Regions from separate parts of the Mus musculus genome. Here all the other regions are linked to region 1. The links are chromatin contacts, called in public Hi-C, HiChIP or PLAC-seq and promoter capture Hi-C maps. All regions are on one chromosome and are shown on one strand. The core of a region is the stretch at or near the end of the contact, and the rest is flanking DNA. Distances in the headings are between cores, read along the strand shown.

Region 1 (4,793 bases), core at 1,584-4,083:
CCTGAAGTTAACTGTTTCTTTCTTTCTTTTTTTTTTTTTTTTGGTTTTTCGAGACAGGGTTTCTCTGTATAGTCATGGCTGTCCTGGAACTCACTTTGAACTCACTCTATAGACCAGGCTGTCCTTGAACTCAGAAATTTGCCTGCCTCTGCCTCCCAAGTACTGGGATTAAAGGCGTGCACCACCACGCCTGGCAAGTTAACTGTTTCAATAGAGCTAATTTGGCAAGTAATTATAGGAAACTCAATGAGTCTGAATTTCAGATGAACAATGAATAATTATTTTAAAAATGTCTGCCTGATAGTTCATGGATATATTAATACTAAAACACAACTCACCATTCATCTGAAATTCATGCTGAACTGAATGAATGCTTTTTAATTTTTCTCTGGAAAACCTATTTATAGAAATGTGGCTAACTCAGAGACGCTGAGGACCTAGCTCAGAGGTAGAGCACTGTGGCTTACTCAGAGATGCTGAGGACCTAGCTCAGTGCTAGAGCACTTGCAAAGCATGCCCAGGCTCTAAACTCAACCCCTAGATTTGTCAAAATGAGATAATAAAATCTATCCAGAATAACTGTAGGATAAAGACTAGGTGGTCCTTCATCTTTGCTCTAGTTGGTCACTGGACAGTTAGGGAACTTCCCACAAAGCCCTAGAATTGAGCTACCTTGTGACCAGATCCTGAACTATTTTTAGGCTGAAGTTTTCCAGGGATTGGGGGGGGGGGAAGAGTCATATTTTAAATTGTGGATTAAAGTATATATTTAAGAGAAGAGAGTAGTGTGTCATATGTTGACACAGTAAGGCCACTTCAGACACATCATTACTAGGCCTCTCTCCCCTACCCTAAGCAAATAAGGCAGAGATAAATAATGGCTGATTAATACAACAGAGCCAAAGGGCGCTTTTTAAATGTGTAGTTGAGCATGCCAAGAAAAGGAACTGAGATGGGAAAAACCTTGCAATAAATGAACAAAACTTACTGTGTTGTTTATTTTTTGAGACAGGGTTTCTCTGTGTAGTTCTGGCTGTCCTGGAACTTGCTCGGTAGACTCAAGAGACTTGCCTGCCTCTTGCTGGATTAAAGGTATGCGCCGGTATGAGCCGCTACTACTCAGCTACTGTTATTTGAGATCAGGGTCTCTTATAGCCTATCGGCTGACCTTGAACTCCTGATTCTCCCACCTCCACTTCCCAAGTCCTTGGATTATATGTACAAACCACAGTGTGCACAGGATTTTTTTTTTAAGCATTACTCATTTTCTTTTTTTTTTTTTTTTTAAAGATTTATTTATTTATTTATTATATGTAAGTACACTGTAGCTGTCTTCAGACACACCAGAAGAGGGAGTCAGATCTTGTTACGGATGGTTGTGAGCCAACATGTGGTTGCTGGGATTTGAACTCAGGACCTTCGGAAGAACAGTCGGGTGCTCTTACCTGCTGAGCCATCTCACCAGCCCCTCATTTTCTTATTTAAGGGATAATATTCCATTTGAATTCTCATTTTTGGGTTTGGTGACCTTCTAATAAATTTAGAATGTTGTTATATGAACTTTTGAATTAACTACTTGCAAAAAAATAATTTTGCTTGACAGGTGAACCTCTTCCTCATTCCCCATCTTTATCTTAAGAATTTCTTTAGTTCATCTTTCACCTATGGTTGTATTTAACCACTCCTGTGCCATCTCTGGTCCTGAGATTGTAATTCGTGTTAAACTGAAAGGGCAAACCTGACACCTGCCTATTTCAGGTTAGTTAATTACCACTAATGATAGAGGATAGTTTCCTGGAAAAGCACTCCATTGAAAAGGGGACTTTCAACTTTACCTGGTAAAATTCCAGTGCACTTACCCAGTTTCCTCACTGAGGTCAACTCAACTGAGGACTCCTGCACTATTGAAAGGCAGCTACTTCTGGACTATACTGTGGCTGCTGGTTAACAGCTGTGCATCTCCAGGCCTCCATTCTCAAGACCTTTGGCCTCACCCCTACCAATGAAATAAGATACTGCTACGTTTCATAATGTTTCTTGTGGCTTGCAAATGCATCTGGAACCAATGGACAGAGGACCTTCTCAATTTGATTTTGGCAATTTTCTTCTCACTTTCTTTTGGGAGTGGGGGGTGGGGATTGTTAGTGCTAGAGATTGAACCCAGAACTTGAAGAATGCAAAAAGCATACGCTCTACTATATGGCTACTATATCAGCTCAATTCTCTTTTCACCTCTCCGCAACCCCCTAAACCCAAGTGTCCTATCAGCTTGAATAATTCTGCCTTTTTTTTTAAACCGATAGGCTGGGGGTGGTGGTGGGGGTGGTGGTGAGTGTCAATTAGAAAACTGAATTGGAGAATAGAAGGGTGTATCAACATTTTTGGAAAGGGCAGGTGCACCGATAAAACCCCACAGACAACCTCCTTCCAGACGTCCAGTCCAATCGTGGGTTCCCTCACTTGAACAGGGAACTGGGCGCCCCAGGAGGCAGCGAGCAGCGCTGGGCGAGCCGCTGTCCCTCCAGGGAAGGAGGGTGAGCCCGCAGGCCGGCTGCCACTCTGATTGTTACGCGTGTCCAACTTCAGAGTGCGGCGTGCCGGGGGTGCCCCGTCGCCGCCATCCTGAGCCAACCGTGGTTCGGCGCGGTCAGCGGCCGCTGCAAGCCGCCGCCCGCCATCTCCGGGCAGCCGTCCGCGGGGGAGGGGCAGCTGGCGCCCGCGTTCTCCGGCCCGGCGGCCGGCGGAAGAGCCCCGCACCGCGGAAGCGCGACCGCAGCTGGGGATCAGCTGCTGGAGGCGGCAGGGAGGCGGAGCCTAGGGGGGAAGGGGAGGGAGGGACGCGACCGTGAGGAAGCCGCGAACGCCGCCGACCGACCGTCTGCACACCTCGCTCCGTCTGCCATGGCTGGTTAAAGAAGCCTCCGGCTCGCTGCGCGCGGGGAGGGACGGGACGGGAGGGGAGCGGCGGCCCGGCGTGCGGCCGAGGGAGGGGCGGCGGCGCGAGCTGCAGCGGCGGTGGCGGCGGCGGTTCCAGCATGAAGAGGAGAGCTGGCCTGGGGGGCAGCATGAGGTCAGTGGTGGGCTTCTTGTCCCAGCGGGGCTTGCATGGGGACCCCCTGCTCACTCAGGACTTTCAGAGGAGACGCCTGCGGGGCTGCAGAAACCTCTACAAGAAGGACCTTCTCGGCCACTTCGGCTGTGTCAATGCCATTGAATTCTCCAACAATGGAGGCCAGTGGCTGGTCTCAGGTAAATCAACCCCCTTCCTTCCCCTCCCCGCGCCTCCCGCTCCCCTTCCAGCTGCCCCTTCCCCTTCCCCGCCACCCTCCTGCTGCCCTGCGTCCCCACCCCCGCCCTTCTCAACCCCTCTCCAGCGGTGGGAAGATTTGGTGTGAAATTAATACCATTGCAGGGGGAGGGAGGAAGGGAGGGGGGAGGGAAGGAAGAAGGGGAAGGAGAGGAGGATGTCTTCTATATATATAAAAAAAGACCTAAAATGGTTGACAGGTCTTTAATGTGCTTTATCCCAAGTGCAAAGTGGTCCCTCCAGATGCCTGCCCCACCAGTGTGGGTCGGGGAGGGGGACGAGGTTACGGTTTGACTAAGTTGGTTGGCAAACTCTTCCTCTGCGTAGTTTAAAAGGTGCGGGGGGCACTGGGGGGAGGGCTGGCCGGGGGGGGGGGGGAGACCAAGGCTCGCCAAAGGCCAGGCGAAGCTCGAGCCCCAGTCCTCGGTGTCATGGAGAAAAGGGGCCTCGGAGCCGGAGGCCGGCGGTGACAGAGCCGGACACCGTGGGGCCAGCGGGGTCGGGCGGGTGGTGACGGGTAGCAGAGAGGCGTCCCCTCCCCCTGGCTCTCTCAGGGCCCAATCCCATCTCCCAGCACGCAGTGGTAGCCTCTTCAGCGTCTTGTTTTTATTATGGTTCCGAGAGTGGCGAGGGCTCTAGCGACCTAGGGACACCAACCAGCCTGAACTTGGATGCGCTGTTCGGGAGGCAGGGCTTCAGGAGGACCCCCCGGGAGACCTACTGGCGGGAGGCGGGCTCCAGGACCCCCTTCACCCGCGCGGCTCCTGTTGCAGGGCTGCTCGCCTCCTCCCCCACCCGGTTCAGCTGGGCCTACTTGCCTCCAGGGTCTCCCCGCTGGGGTGGGGGAAAGTGGTGCAATCGAGGCCGGGGCTCCGGCCGGGCGGTGTAGGCCTTGCTCTCTCGGGGCTCCTAGCGACAGGCAGCTGAATCGATAGCCTATTGCTCCGGGGGGGGAGGCCGGACCCGAGCGGCGGCGGCGACGGTGGCAGCGGCGGCGCCTGCGTACGCCGCGGCAGGGTCGCTGGCTGCCCCCGCTCCTCCCCTGGGGTCGCGGCCCCGGGTGTGGGCGGGTGGGGCTGGGCTCTTGCCCGAGAAGGGGCGGCTCCCTGAAACCCGGCTGCGCTGTGAAGGGCCTAGACCAGATCGGGCGTTCCCGCTCGCCTCCTTCCTCGACCCTTTTTCCTATACTGGGAGGGTTGGGCGGGGGGGGGGGGGGGGGCAGCCCTGGACGTGGCGCTTAACTTCATCCAGGTGGATACCTGAATGGCTTTCTAATTTGCGTCAGTGGGCAGCTTTCCAGAAACTTCGGCGGTTATGGCAAAGCATCTGTCTTCGCAAGTATCAGGCGGAAGTGCCACCATGAGTATGGTCCAGTTTGTGGGTAGCAGAGATAAGAGGTCTGTGATTATTTCATGATAGACCGGAGATTTCTCTAGAACTGACCCCATCTTTTCACACCAGATTATTTTCCCCTTGCTTAAAGTTT
Region 2 (4,749 bases), core at 1,054-3,553, 840 kb after region 1:
TTATGAGCTTCAATTTAAGGTACAGCTCATTCTTCAGAGTCAGAAGGGACTAGACACTTAAATCCAGGTGTTCTGCCGGCTGGAAGATATTTAAACCCACAAGTTGGCTCCACAGCCAAAATATTGTTTCCAGTAACTCTCTTATGAAGAAATTTCCCAGGACAGGGACTTTTGAGGCTGATCTATTACTAGCCCCATAATGGAAATAGCAGGCGAACACAAGGTGAAGGGGCAGCTGATTTGATGGGGGGAGGGGGGGTCATACAGGTGTCCTTGGATATGGACATTGCTGGGGAATCAATTTGTGTGCTTTCTCAGAGATGTACAGAACAGATTGCTGCAATTAGTTAAGGGGCACAGATGTCTGCAAATCTATATGGCACCAGCAGTTGGGAGTGCAGGTCAATGGGGGAAAGCTAAGCAAAGCATGCGTTTATGTGTTTGAGGGGATGGCCCCCAACGGTTCCCTAAAACAGACTTCAAGATAACAGCCTAGAAAGGGGTCGGTAGCCTACTAGCCTTTGACAGAGACTTTTAAGCCTCTTTACAAAGGCCGTTAGTCATGTGTAGGGAAAGAACAGGATCCAAAGGTATAAAGTAAAAAGTATCCCCATTTGCACTTCCCCAAACTCTCCCACAGCATGAAGGGCCCTTGATAGCAGTCTTACTGATTATAATCTGCGGTCTTAGGTGGCTTTATGCTCTGTTGTCCGATCAAGCTGTCCTGGTTCACGTGTTTTAGGGATTTCATTCTCTTGATCTTGGTATGGTTACCAAGGGGACCTCAATGTCTTCTCTTGAATCTGTGCCATCATTTAAACTGAACGTGTTACCAAGTGATCTCAACACACTCTCTGTGACTGTTTCCTTCAGGATTTTTTTGTTGATGGCATTTAGCTTCACCTAGGCACCGCATCCTTAACCCAGGGATTACCCAAACATCATGGTCTGTTCTCAATTCCCCACTGCAGTCTCCCCTCTGTACTTTCTGAATCCGTGTTGGATCTTGTTCTCCTTTCCCACTGCTGCTACCCCTCAGGGGACACACAGACGCTTTCTGTCTGGCCTCTGCTCCCCTTTAGACCTATTCCACATTATCTTCAGAGTTCTTTTTCTGAAACATAATCCAATAAAGTTGTTGTCTTTCTTTTAAACTACCATGAGCTCTTCTGCAACTCTGAGTATTCTACCCAAGGCCCATCACCATCTCCGTTTAATTTAACCCACTCAGCTCCCCACCATGACTCTACGATTATTTTTCTATTTCCAGCATGCTATGCCATTTCAAACATTTCAGCATTCATACAAACCATTCCCTATGATGGTGCTGTTCCTTCCAACCTTAACACTCGGAAAATTCAGATTTTTCATAAATTCCCAATTCTACTGTCTCCTTTTCTTTGCAGAAATAGTTGTTTCATGCTCTGTGTTTCTCCATGTGTTTTGTTTGCTTAGTTAAAAGGCACTAGCACAGTGTATGTCCTCAGGTCTGAGGTGGCATCTTAGGATTTACAATTTTCTCTCTGATGACTAGTACACTCAGGTGCGTAATAAGCGTCTATGAACTCAATGAATAAGCCCAGAGATTAATGTGTTACAAAAGCAAAGAAGCAGACATTCCAGTATGACTCAATATAATCATAAACTAAAACAATTTATTTTTTAAAATATAAGCTTCATGGTGGGGAATATTAGCCAGACCAAATAATATAATCATTATGTATGGCCTTGGCTAAGATGATCAAAATTGACCTTTCAGTGCTGTAAACTTGTCTCTTGGTAAAAGCACACAGTGCCTGATAAATAATAAACACTGTATATGTGTTTGACATTGTCGGTGTTAGAGGCTTATACATGGGTCCACAGTCCATCTGCATAGATACAAATGGAATCCTAATTCTAAGTTACTAGCCTATAATAACTTACCTTAACATTAAGAAATGAATGCTCGCATACCCAAGTTTGCTAATGCACACAGAAATATTCTGCTTTAAACACATGGAACGAGCCAATGGCCTTTGGCCCCAAACCATACATAGCACTGGAGGATGGTAGGCCGAAAGACTTTTGGCGATTTCTTCTAGGTTTTTGTATAGACTAACATCAAGCCAATTTATCTGACCTCCCTGATCCACCCAGCCCATCTAGTACCTTTAGCTATTTTTTTCTAGAAGCCTGAATGAGTCAGAACAAGAAAATGATTAATCAACTTGGAGAGCTTTGAAAGCTGGAACAGAGCCCTGCTGTGAGTAAAGCCTCGGAGCTGTGGGACTGTAGCAGTTGGAAAGTTAGGGGATTTCCATGGTTGGAAACATTTGGCCGGCTCGCCGTGCTCCTCTGACCTTGCAATAAGACAGAGCAGGCCTAGCCGGGTGATTTACCTCTGACAATATCCCATGTCTGCTGCCTTTGGCTATGTGCTCTGACTTGACAAAATCAAAGTAATTCCCCCTGAGCCTTATGATTTTGGATCTGGCTCAGAAAATCCCCTCTGCTTTTTTTCTCTCAGTGGATAGTATTCTCAGTCCCTGGCTTCACTTTTAACTGTGAGGTTGAAATTAGACGTACACACACTGTGCTTGGCCATCAGTCGGGGTGTGTGTACGTGTGTGTGTTTGTGTGGGGCGGTTCTCTTCTTCTGTCAGGACAGGTTGGTTTCACAACTCAGGAAATACAGCACCATCTTGCTTTTCTTCTCTTTTCCTTCCCTTCCCTTCCCTTCCCTTACCTTCCCTTCCCTTCCCTTCCCTTCCCTTCCCTTCCCTTCCCTTCCCTTCCCTTCTTCCCTTCCCTTCCCTTCCCTTCCCTTCCCTTCCCTTCCCTTCCCTTCCCTTCCCTTCCCTTCCCTTCCCTTCCCTTCCCTTTCCTCCCTCCCTCTCTTCCTCCCTCCCTTTCCCTTCTCTCTTTTTGCCAGTTGTTACATAGCAGGCACAACTTAAAATCACTTTTCCAGTTGAAGTTTTGAATTATTTTCTGGTTCCCTGCTACATCTATTCAAATTCTCCCAAATGTTTTACTGGGGCCTTAATTTCTGTTTTACGATTTTGGTTTTTTTTGAAGATACTATTCTGGTATCATTAACTTTTAGATGCTTAATGTGCTGCAGATAGTGTGTCTGAGCAGGGCAAGTGTGCTTTCCGGTTTCTCTCTTACCTGCAATGCTACACTGGGGTAGGGCCTAGTGGCTTTCTCATGTGTGTGTCTTCAATACTCACATCTCATCTCAGCCTCCATTTCACTGCCTCTCCACATTATCTCCTTTCTTTTGTTTAAACAGATGAATCGCTGGGGTTTTTATTTCCAGATCTTTCTGCCCTATCAAGGCATCGATGATGTTTACTGTGAGTGTGCTATCAATAGTGTGTCAGTAAGATGTTCTAGACTTGATTATTTCTTGGTCTTGTGTGTCTGTTTCTCTCTTTAATGTCATTCATTTCTCTTATACAACTTCTTAGGCTCTCATCCACTAACACAACAACAATAACCCCAAAAGATTTAGGCAAAAATTTCTGCTTAATTCTCTTACTTATCAGAAAAGATTCAGGTTCTTTCCCCAAAGCAGCAAACACTGTCATGTATCTCACATAGTCACATAAACACACACATGCCACCGTTCACTGCAAGGGCTCTTAGCCATTGATTTATAGGTCACAAGGACCTTGTTGAGCAATGGCAGCTGCTGATTTTCATTGCATTGGCATGGAGGTGGCCTGGGAATTTTCCTTTTGGCACACAGGTCAGTAAACACACTGGGGATTTGCAGTAAAGAAATAAGGAGCTTGGTGTGGGGGGGGGGTGGGGGGGATGGTATGCTGGTGGCTTAGAGGAGGAAAAAGAAAGGGAACTTTGGGGAAAAGATCTGAAGTTACCGAATAAGCAATAAACAAAGGGGAAAAAGTCGCAGGAGTTAAATATAGAGAAATGATTTAATAGAGAGAAAACAGAAGTCAGGGGAAGGAAAGCAGAGTGGTTAGGGAAAAGACAAGTCAGGAGCAAAGGTTAAGAGAAAAAAAGTGAGACCCAGCTGGTCCTCTGCTTGGAAAGGAAGCACGAGAGAGGCCATTCAGTCCTAAGCAAACACAGATGAGAAGGCATTCCAAATCAGTGCGTCACCTCTTAAACCTGCTCTATTATTAGAATCTGCCATCCACAACCCGGCTTCTGGTCAAAATCCTCCAGCCCATAGAAGCAGAAAGATCCTCACTCAATTCTTTTGAAGTTAGTCTCTTACTTAGTCAAAGCCCTCAAATTCTATCATTCTACACAACTCCAAAGTGAGACACGAACTGGGTCGGGCTTTTGACTATTTGCCTCTGATGACTGGCCTTCTATATATGATAATGGTGGTTGTTAAATCATATTCAGAGAATTTACAGCATTTATTTTATTCCAGATAACTGATGACCAACAATACATGTTGTTCATTGTTGATCTATAGTGTCAAGTTGCAATGTAGGCAAAGGACACTAAATCACAACCAAGAATCCCTATACTGATGAGGATTTAGGCAGTTGCTAAGGAGACGGAGCCTCTGTACAACCACTGGCTCCAAAAGGCTGAATTTTCTCCTCACTGCAGAACTCCACAGTGGGAATCAAGTGTCTTCATCTTTCTTCAGGTGAGAAGATTCTAGTCTGGGCTTTGGTGTCTATATTCATTGTGGTCAGTGCTGGTAAGAATATCTTGGAAGATTATGAGGCCATTTACTGTCTAAGAGGTAGGTTTATAATCCAAGCCAGCCACTCAAAC
Region 3 (5,142 bases), core at 854-3,353, 990 kb after region 1:
CAATAATAAAACACATGTTAAAACTCAATGAGATGTTGCTTTGCACACACTAGAATTAAAAAAAGATAAAAGAATGGCAACAGGGCGCACAGCATTAGTCAGCAACAGAGTGACCACTGCCAACAGCTCATCACTTGCTGGTAAATTGACTATAATTCACCATAGACCCAGCAACATACTTCCAAGTATTCACTGAAGCAATTAAAGCTTGCATTTATGAAAGACACTCACAAATTAAGAACCCTTTATCTGTAATTCCAAAATAAAGATGAGCAGAATGTCTGTTAGTACATAAGGCAATAAATGACAGCCTGTTTGTACAGAGTGTACTATGCAGGGATCTTTTTAAAAAGATGAACAAACAACTCAGACATGCCACAAATTATCCCCGAACAGAGCAGAAGCCAGACACAAAAGGATATATACCATTGAGTCCATTCACTTGGGATTCTAAAACTTACAAAACTATCCTCCTGTGATCAAGAAGGATCCTATTGTTGTCTGGGGACAGGGTGGGGACTGCATCACAGAGGCACAAGGACATTCTCTGACAAGATGGAGATGTTTTATAATTGACCACGGGGATGGTTATGAGACACACATTCTTCAGAGGTCAGTGGACTGCAGCCTGAGGCCTGAATTGTAATGTTCCATCCCAGCACTCCAAATTAAAAACAAAACAAAACAAAATCATGAAACCTTGATGAGTTCTCTTGGGAAAGTGTTATAAAGCAGCATTCTTGGCCCTTCCATGCTTTCCAAATTCCTGTCGTCACACGAGCTCTCTCTTTTACACAATTCCCGCCATTAAGGCAACTAGTCACACCTTGACACAGCCAGAGACATGCTCACCAGAGTCAAATCAGCAGGCCATCTGATCTCAGCTGCCAATCTCAAAACTGTTAGCTAAGTAAACTTCGTTTTTTTTTTAAACTTAGTACCAAGCCTCTGATATTCTGTTATTATAAAAGAAAACAGATCAATACAAGTCATGTACTTTTTATCACACTTAAGTTTAAAAAAAAAAATCCTGACCTGCTCCAATGATCTCACTGAGAGGCAAACACCCTCCCTTCAGCATACTGTGAGTAAAACTGAAGGCCACATAACAACATAGGCATAAAGTTTTTGCTGAAACCCAAACATAATAGTTCATGCCTCTAAATCTCAGTATTCAGGAGGCCGAGGCAGGAGGATTACAAGTTTAAGATTAGTGTGGGCTACACAGCAATGTCTTAAAAGACACATACACCTCTTGTTTAGTCCCACTGGTTTTCATACACACGTTTCCCTATGAGAGCCAGGGACGGTGAGTAGAATCCCAGCCCCTGAGGTGTAGGTTAGGAGGGTTACAAGTCTGAGGTCTGCTGAGCTACACGAGAGACAAGACTCTGTCTCAAAGCGGGGTGGGGGAAGAAAGAAAAAGAAAACTGAAAGTGATTTGGTTGACAAAAATCTAAAAGGAAATACTATTTTTAAGTTGAAAAGATAGTGGGTTTTCTTTGCATCATTTACTGATTTTAGAACAATGAATACAGCAACCACCAGTGACTCTACTCAATGAGAAAAGAACGCAGAGCACATCTGAGAGACTCTGAAAGGCCCTCGAGATTACACGGACAGTATATTCAGACTTCCTTCTCAAGTGGTTTTAAACGTGTTTGACATGTTTTATGTGTTGGATGAAAAATTTAAGGCTGCCCAACTTTTATAGCATGATTTTGATTTCAAGTCCCATCTCCTATATCCAAACTAATTTGTAAAACTTTTCAGGAAGTTATACACAACTTTAAACTTCATTAAAGCTGCAAGCGTATGTTTAAACGTCAGCGAATGGCATTGAAAGCATGTTTACTGAAGTTTCCATAAACACACTCTAGAACTCAGAAAGGCAGGTCTGCTGATTATGTTGGAAGAGTCAAAGGTCACCAATGATGGCTTACATCTTCTCTTGAAAGCCCTCCTCTTTCTTCCTCTGCTGTCTTTTAAAGAGTCATCTTATCTCTTGTGCTGTAAAATAAGTTTAAACAGTTCCCACCCAGATCTAGGGCCATTCAGTGTTCGTGGTTTTGAGCCTGCCCCACTCAAATTAATCAATATTTCCTCAGCAAACACTGGGATTTAGTACTGAGCTGAAAGGAAAATAAGAAAAGGCTTTGTTAATTGAAAGAAACGACAACCCTGGAAGCCACTTGGGTAATATTTTAAAGGCACTTTTGTAAGTCATTGAAGGTAGTCTCCAGCTCATATGCAGTCCTCTTCCACACAAGTCAAAGCTGATCTACAGGATCACCAGGGTCTGGTCAGAGTGATGGTGTGTAGCTTCCAAGATCTCTCGGCGTTTCGAGACTTCAGAGCCAGTGCCAGCATTGAGCAACAACATGACGCCATGACCCTCTATCTGCAGGGTTTTTAAGTCGTGGATGACCACAATACTTCACCTCACAACTCAGCAAAGACACAACCCCAGAAACACCTGACCAGAAACGTTAAGGCTCCTGAGTACTGACATCCTGTTTATTTAACATGTGAGATCACTCAAACGAGGGCCAAAAATCAAATCCTTCATTTTTAAAGATTCCTATATCTAGTGTAGCTTACTGATTTTTGGCTGTATTACATGTCTTCTCTTGATTAAATGATTCTGGGGATGAGAGAGTATTTACTTGTTTATTTACAAAAGAATGAGTGTTGGAGAAACCTGATAATTCTTGCTGATCTGCAGATAAATAGCATTAGTTTAAATTGTTTACTATTTACATTTTGGGAAAAATTCTTTAACCTTAAAGGCAAAATTGTCCTTAAAAGAGGATAAAATGTTTATGTATTCATATTTACTGTACTGGATATTTGACAAGAGTTTGATTTTGTTTTGTTTTGTTTTGTTTTGTTTTTTTAAACTGGGATTGAACCTAGGGCTCTACCACCAAGCTACATCTCAGCTGCAACCCCCCAACCCTCCCTTCCCCAACTTATTTTTATGTTGAGACAAGACTGTACTAAGGAGTCTTGAACTCAGAGTAGCCCAGGAAAGCTCTGAACTTGTGGTGCTCCTATCTCAGCCTCTCCAAGCTGGGGTTACAGATCTGAATCACCAATTGTGTTTTTAACATTAAGTATGAAGACGATATTACAGATCACTTAAGCCGGTGCCTCCATATGCAGAACAGCTCTTCTCACTTGACAGGAACATCTGTTCTTTCCTAACTTGTTGAGTTTAGAGGAATTTTAATAATTTACTGTTCTCACTGAGACCCGACCAATTCTCCTAATTTCTTGTAATGTATTTGGGGGTGGGGATAAGCTCAAGATTGGTGCTCGGTGTGGGAGTGTCACCTTTCCATGGTGTCCTGCACAGTGGAGCACTATTATTTTATAAAGAAGAATTGGAAAAAAGAAACCTCCCATGGATTTATAGGAAATAATTTAAAGATACATTATCAAGTAAAATCTCAGACTAACACTCTGTGTAAAGACGAAGACAAAAATCAAGGATATGCTCACATAAATCTAGACACCATGAGGAGAAACAAGCACAGGAAGGGTAAAAGCGAAACTGAAGTTACAGGGATGAAACAGCAAAGAAGGGAGCTGGCCCTTCTCTGGGTACATTTCTTTGCACAGACACTTTGATGTTTTACACACATGCGCCCCCACATACGATTATCAGAAGATGGGAGTTAAAGTGTAAAATTGAAATCTAAATGGAACCGAATGAGTCAAGTTTTCACTTCAAATAACAAAACCATGCTGGAAGCAGCAGAAGGCAAGCAGAGACTAAACACTAACCCGATTATCACTTTATAAAATTACATGCGTTATTACTGTGTGGCCATGACGCAAATGTATACATGTGCGTGCCATAGCGCCATGTGAAGGCAGAGGGTCTGGAGACCTCAGCTGGACCAGTGAAACCTCTATCCACCCTGGTGTCTCTCGCACTCCCATAAGGCCAGCTCAAAGTCTAACAGCTAGCACGTGTCCAGGTGACTGAATCCAAACCGACTTCTGTCTTATAAGTTCTAGGTAGGTCTAACTCAAGCCTCTATTAAATACCTAATGAATGCTGTGATTAGCGTTACTATCTAAATATTATAACACTCACTTCCTCCCTTGTATGCTTGTATCTAGGCACTGGAGGGCTGAACGCTAGACAAATATTTCCCTATCACTTTCAAAGCAGCCTTTACACTGATTAAAATGTGCTGACATGCTAAACACATTTTTTACATAATGGTTTTACATAATGGTTCAGTTGAAAATATTCCATTCCTCAAGAAGATGGTTCTTTTCTTTCTTTCTTTTTTTTTTTTTTTTTTTTTTTTTTTTGGTGTTTTTGAGACAGGGTTTCTCTGTGTAGCCCTGGCTGTCCTGGAACTCACTTTGTAGACCAGGCTAGCCTCGAACTCAGAAATCCGCCTGCCTCTGCCTCCCGAGTGCTGGGATTAAAGGCATGCACCACCACCGCCCGGCTGGTTCTTTTCTTTTCCCCCTTTAATATTAAACCTCAAAAACTCGTAAAAATGTCTAGCTTTCTCTCTGGCACTTAAGACTCCCTTACAGAGTGAAACACAAGCTCAGGACTTTGTAATGCCCGTCTCACCCTGACAGGAGATGATATTTGTAAGATACTTAATGGAACACTCCAATTACTTGAACTGAGATCCAAAAATGCTAGAAAAACTTAGCAGGAAAAGAAAGTTCATTTAGCATTATTTCAACTGCATTGTATTTACATGGATAAATATTAGAAAGAGGGCCTTCAAGATAGTTCAATGGGGAAAGGTCCTTGTGGCCAGATGACCTCAATCACCCGAAACCATATAGCAGAATAAAGTACCAACTCTGCAAGTAGTCCTTTAACCTACATACACAAGCTACACATACAAACACACGCATGCACGCGAGCGCGCGCGCGCACACACACACACACACACACACACACACACAGAATGAATGAATGATGAATGAATGAACAAATGAAACAACATTTTATTTTAAACATTAGAAATAAATACACCAAGAGAAGAATGGCTCTTCCAGGTCCCTGCCTGAGAGAGTCGCCAAGGATGCAGAGAGGCCTTGCCCATCTAGGTACCTTGGTGAAAGCCCATCAGTGAAACAGCCAGTCCGGCACAGACC
Region 4 (5,118 bases), core at 2,512-5,011, 800 kb after region 1:
AGCCCTAAATCTGAATCTAAGCCTCTAACAGCAATCACTAGTAAGAGACACCAAACCAGTTAAAGGGAACAGTAGGAAGCCATCAGCCAAATCTCCAGTGTGGGACAAATGACATCCAATTTCTGCAAAAGCTCAATGGCCCTATTCAAGCTAATAGTTGTAAAGGAACATCCTGGAGACAATCTGAGAAATCTGTATATGGGCTGGGTATTAGATAGTATTAACACAATGCTGCTAATGTTAAGTGTGCTGGAGGCATAGCAGCTATAGTTTCAAATCCCTTTATCAATTTAAAGATGGTGGGAGGGTAGAGAATATTGTTCTGGTTTATCACCACCACCACCACCACCACCACCACCACCACCACCACCACCACCATCACCACCACCACCACCACCTATTCATTTTGAGACAGGGCTCCTGTAGCTCAGACTGGCCTCCAGCTCACTATGTAGCCAATGATGAATCTGAACTTCTGATCCTCCTGCCTTTACTTCTTGACTGCTGGGCTTACAGGTATGGACTACCATACTCGGTTCTACGCCTGGGGATAAACCCAGGAATCACAACATGTTAGGTAAGCCCTCTACTAATCAAGCTACGTCCTCAGCCCTAGGATGTGCATGCATTGCAGAGAGAAATTATAAAATACTATCAAGAAAGGGAGATATAAATAAATAAATAAATAAATAAATGAAAGGGAGATATAATTATGACATATTTTATAACTCACTGTGAATACTTAATAACAATATAAATACTACACATGCTAAATAATTCAATACTAATAGGGCTGGAGTAATGGCTCAGCAGTTAAGAGCACTGGATGCTCTTCAAGAGGACTTGGGTTTAATTCTCAGCACCCACATGGTGGCTCACAACCATCTGTCACTTCAATTCCAGGGTATCTGACCCCCTCTTCTGGCCTCTCTGGGCACCATGCATGCATGGTGTACACAGACAGACATACATGCAGGCAAGGCACTCACACATATAAAATTCAATATAAATCAATAGTTAAAATTTTTAAAACAGATAACAACCAGGGTATATTAAAAGTGTCACCAAGAGAGAAAGGCGTAAAAGCCCAGTATCCATCTTCTGTTCAGATAACATCTAAAACAGGAAAACAAAGGCTAGCTCCAGCGTGTCTGTTGGACATGAGAAGCTCGCCAGTGGAGCCCTCAACTGAGGCAGCTTCCAGAGAGGCAACTATGCCAACTTCCAGAGAGGAAGAAGCAAGAAGGAGGGGGAGGGAAGGGAACTGTTGCTTTGGGTTAAGAATTATACTCTCACTAAACTTGTGAAACAACATACATATTTTACTTTGATGAAAACTACAATTAAAAATACTGTGCATATTTGGATGAAGTGAGGAGGAAGCGCTCTGTCAAAGTTTGATCAAGGGTAGAGCCTTGTTAGACTTCCTAACAGGCAGTCTCCTACTCCGGCACTTCCCTCACGTCAGGGTCCTCAGCACACTACCTCAAGCACCATTTCAATGGCCAGTTTGCCTCTGTCATTTCCTTATTAAGTGATGTAGAGATCCCTGTTTGATCACTTTCGGTGATCGTACCCATACTATCACACCTGTGTGACAGGTGAGGAAAAGTGAGCTTAAAAGTTTATAAAGATAAGACAACAAGAGAGTCGGAGCTTGGACTCAGTACCTGAATCCAGCCAGACCTATGAAACATGAAGACAACTTTCTTAACCAGAGTTACATTGCCTCTATCGCTTTTGATCTCCACCGTACATCTTCACTTTACAGATAAGAGAAGTGAATGTCAGAAAGGTTAAATCATTCTCTGAAGACACACAGCCACACTGGGATCCAGCCCAGGGCACAAGCTTTCCACTACTACTACACTACGTGACCATAGGTACACAAAGCCCTGACCATCTTGCAGCTAGAGCTGGGTGATCTGTGAGGGGCATCAGGGAAGGACTGTGGGAGGCTGCAGAGGTAAACTTTTCCTCCACACGGGAAAAGCACTTAACCTTCTGTTCCAGACTTTCTAATGAGGAAGAAATAGGACCCAACACTGAGTTTTGTTGCCTAGCTTCCCCTACCAATGGCCCTGGGTTTAGCCATTTTCCCCTTCTGGATCATAAGTGCATTTAAGGTCCAACGACACATCCGTGGAGCCTCTCTTAGATGGGCACACCACAAAGTAAGGGCCTTGAAGAAGCAGAAGCGTCTAGTTGGTGATTGAAGTACAGTGGTGAAACTTTATTGGCAAGGATATAATACAGTATTACTTGGTCTTTTAATACATGTCTACTTTGGCTTACCTGTCAAGCCCTGGGGAAAAGGTGAGTGATGCTGTTTCCGGGCTGCAGCTGTGCAGGACCAGACGCTTCCGATTAAGGGAACAAGTGAACCGAAAACCTTGATCCAAGACATGTGCTTCAGTCCTAGACCACACATTTCAGCATATGAGGAGGGGAGGGGAAGGAATAGGGATGGAGGGCAAGGTAAATGCCTTCAGATCTAATCCTCAATGAGTCCAGATGTGGTTGGGGATTAGACAAGCTTCTGGGTTAGGAGACTGCAATAGAGAACAGGTCAAACAAAGAATGGTCTGCCCTTGAAGAGTGGGTCCTCAATCAGCGTCTAGCAATAATAAGGAAACCAGGAGGAGGGCAGGAGAGTTTCAGATAGATTGGGGGTTCTGAATAAAGAAAGCACTGAACATGAAGAACGATGGGTGGCTGCTACCAAGAGAAGCCATTTAGGCTGAGTTCTGAGGGGCAGTCCTGAGTTTCCAGGGAATTCATGGTAGAATCCCAGCCAGGAAGATGAACGTAAGGATCCTGGGAGAAACAGGCTTGTGATCATCTCGGTACCCAAAGACCACGGTGCTGCAGGCTAGTGATCAAGGATCAGGGTCAATGAAACGGGTGGGGCAGAGTCAGCACCCTGGCTCCGATGACACTGACTTAGAGTTTGGTTTTAGGATGGTAAGAAACCAGGGATGGGTTTGAAGAGAACACTGGCACTATCTGAGTTATGTTTTAGAATATGTTTGGTCTGAAATATAAAGTCCTGCCCATAAAGGTACAGCTTTTGTGTCCTGTGTAACCTGCTTAAAATATTCATGAGTGTCTAATACTGAGTTTGAGAAAAATAAGAGGCTCCTAAGAGTTGAGAGAACTACAGAGAGCTCGGCGCTGAAGTCCGAGCAGCATAGTAGAGAACGGCCCACAAAGGTCTGATGGGACTGCACCTGCTCCAGATGGATCCTAATCGTGAGGATGGTACAGACAGAATACTGCCCTCTCTCTGGAAGTGCCCAAATAGAATCCAGATCATTCCAGGCCGGGTAATGGCCTAACTCTTTTAACGAGCAAGTACTTAACGCATCTCTACAGAGCAAGGATGGAAACGTGAATATTGCAAAAGTTAAAGATGCAATGGGCCTTTGACGATTGATGTGAAAGTTCTACACAGAAGATAAACCACAAGAAGGAAAATATCAACAGTGACACAAAGCTGCACATGTGCATGCGCATGCACACACACACACACACACACACACACACACACACAGCCCAACCAGGCTCTCCTGATTCCTGGCTCATCACCATCTTAAGTGAATATATGTCCAAAGCCAGTGCTTTAGGATTCTGATAGTGACGGGCTGTTTTTCAGATGCCTGCTGGAATTCTGTAGATCCTGCTATTATTACCCTAAGACAAAGGTTATCTATAAACAGCCACTTGGCAGAATCCACTTCAACAGAGTCAATCTCTTCCAACCACCACCAGTTTCGCTTCCCTGTGGGGAAGCTACAAAATGTACACAGGGGAAGTGAGAATGTCGTGCTGACGGCCAGTTCTTTTTTGAAAATGCACAATCCACACAATGATATCCATGGGTACACAGAGGCAAACGGCAGCAACAGTGTGTGTGTGTATACACAATCTATTACCTCAGTTTTTAAAAGTGAGATCTGAACCTTTTTGTAGGTTTGCCTATAAAATGTCAGAAATACCTCACAGACAAGGAAGATATAAGTGACCTGGTCTCTCTAGCTATTAGGAAATTCTTTCTCTTCTCTTCTCTTCTCTTCTCTTCTCTTCTCTTCTCTTCTCTTCTCTTCTCTTCTCTTCTCTTCTCTTCTCTTCTCTCCTTCCTTTCTTTCTTTCTTTCTTTCTTTCTTTCTTTCTTTCTTTCTTTCTTTCTTTCTTTCTTTCTTTCTTTTTCCCCCAAGGAAAACAAATAGAATTCTATCAGAAGCTTGGTTAGTCCCTCTGCTCCATTCCAATAAAAATGATAGGTAAGTCAATTGTTCAAACAGCAGTGACTTACACATCAGCTGACATACTATAGAGGAGCATCTTAACTGAAAAATTCAGATTTATCCAAAGAAAAATGGAAACCACAAAGCTGACAAGTTCAGTGGGTGCTTGAGCATGACATAAATCATTCGAGTATGACCAGCATGACAGAGTCAGAGCCAGAGCCATTGAGAACATTTTACATTATAGGTTATATCCAAAGTAAAGTAAGTGATCTGTGTTAACTGAGAAACACCAGCCAAGTGAATTGTTCATCTATATTGTCAGCTAGAGGCAGAAGACTGAATTCTGAACCCTTAAGCCAAATATTTCAAAATATAACTTCATCTCCATCCTTGAGGACCAGCCTTCAAGGATCTGTGTGGGCACGATGAGAGGATGGCAGCATCTCACTACAGGACTAAAGTCTGCAAGTACCACTCTTCTAAGTGAAACCAATATTTTCTAAATAGTTACTTGGACTGTACATAACTATTTCTCTTCTATGACTTCTTTGGATTTTTCATGATGGATTTATAAGATAGAAAAATAGATATCATCTCCACAGATGCATGAAAACAGTAAGGCTCAGAAGTTTCTGGAATTGTTCTAGCAGATGTAAGATCTGAATCTCAAATTTTGATGATGTTCAACTCTCATTATTTCGATCTTGTTGACCAAACTATAAATTAAAATGAAACCTTAGCAAAACAGTTGATCCATGTTTGCCCAGGGCCAAGGAGGGGGACGACCGACTACAGAGTTGCTCAGGGAAACGTGCTAGGTTATAGGATCTCTGTTAGGTATACATATTCTCCGAAATTCATTAAGCTA

The links. Promoter capture Hi-C pulls out the DNA fragments that hold promoters and counts their contacts. Hi-C and Micro-C count contacts between places; a contact is called where the count stands out from the background. HiChIP or PLAC-seq counts read pairs in DNA pulled down with a chosen protein or histone mark.
Region 2: an H3K4me3 HiChIP or PLAC-seq map of stem cell-derived neural progenitor cells shows a contact between it and region 1, with 2.9 times the contacts expected there. The contact joins the enhancer-like site here to the promoter of Dcaf5 in region 1. A contact is called at or near these places in 1 of 39 promoter capture datasets (neutrophils), 1 of 484 Hi-C or Micro-C datasets (regulatory T cells) and 4 of 115 datasets of contacts at active chromatin or transcription factors (bone marrow-derived macrophages, kidney, large pre-B cells and 1 more).
Region 3: a promoter capture Hi-C map of pre-B cells shows a contact between it and region 1, with 5 times the contacts expected there. The contact joins the enhancer-like site here to the promoter of Dcaf5 in region 1. A contact is called at or near these places in 5 of 39 promoter capture datasets (the C10 cell line, hippocampal neurons, liver and 1 more) and 1 of 115 datasets of contacts at active chromatin or transcription factors (bone marrow-derived macrophages).
Region 4: a contact with region 1 is called in a Hi-C map of B cells, with 10 read pairs. The contact joins the enhancer-like site here to the promoter of Dcaf5 in region 1. A contact is called at or near these places in 2 of 39 promoter capture datasets (pre-B cells and stem cell-derived epiblast-like cells), 1 of 484 Hi-C or Micro-C datasets (B cells), 2 of 115 datasets of contacts at active chromatin or transcription factors (memory CD8 T cells and microglia) and 1 of 9 other capture datasets (liver).

What each region holds. Positions count from the first base shown.
Region 1 is chr12:80,434,641-80,439,433 of GRCm38.p6, reverse strand. Dcaf5 (DDB1 and CUL4 associated factor 5) reads left to right here and starts at 2,833. Exons shown (of 9, transcript NM_177267.5): 1 at 2,833-3,249. The coding sequence starts at 3,036.
Region 2 is chr12:79,598,030-79,602,778 of GRCm38.p6, reverse strand. All of the region lies in intron 7 of Rad51b (RAD51 paralog B), which reads right to left. Among named protein-coding and RNA genes, the nearest start is that of Gm36048, 200 kb to the left of the region's middle. Within about 2 kb of position 2,303, at least 157 of the 459 cell types and tissues checked have an H3K27ac peak or open chromatin away from gene starts, as enhancers often do. A contact at or near this core is called in kidney, regulatory T cells and stem cell-derived neural progenitor cells, where this site is marked.
Region 3 is chr12:79,438,627-79,443,768 of GRCm38.p6, reverse strand. The region is part of intron 7 of Rad51b (RAD51 paralog B); the gene reads right to left. Among named protein-coding and RNA genes, the nearest start is that of Rad51b, 140 kb to the right of the region's middle. Within about 2 kb of position 2,103, at least 49 of the 459 cell types and tissues checked have an H3K27ac peak or open chromatin away from gene starts, as enhancers often do. A contact at or near this core is called in liver and pre-B cells, where this site is marked.
Region 4 is chr12:79,632,339-79,637,456 of GRCm38.p6, reverse strand. All of the region lies in intron 7 of Rad51b (RAD51 paralog B), which reads right to left. Among named protein-coding and RNA genes, the nearest start is that of Gm36048, 160 kb to the left of the region's middle. Within about 2 kb of position 3,761, at least 55 of the 459 cell types and tissues checked have an H3K27ac peak or open chromatin away from gene starts, as enhancers often do. A contact at or near this core is called in B cells and microglia, where this site is marked.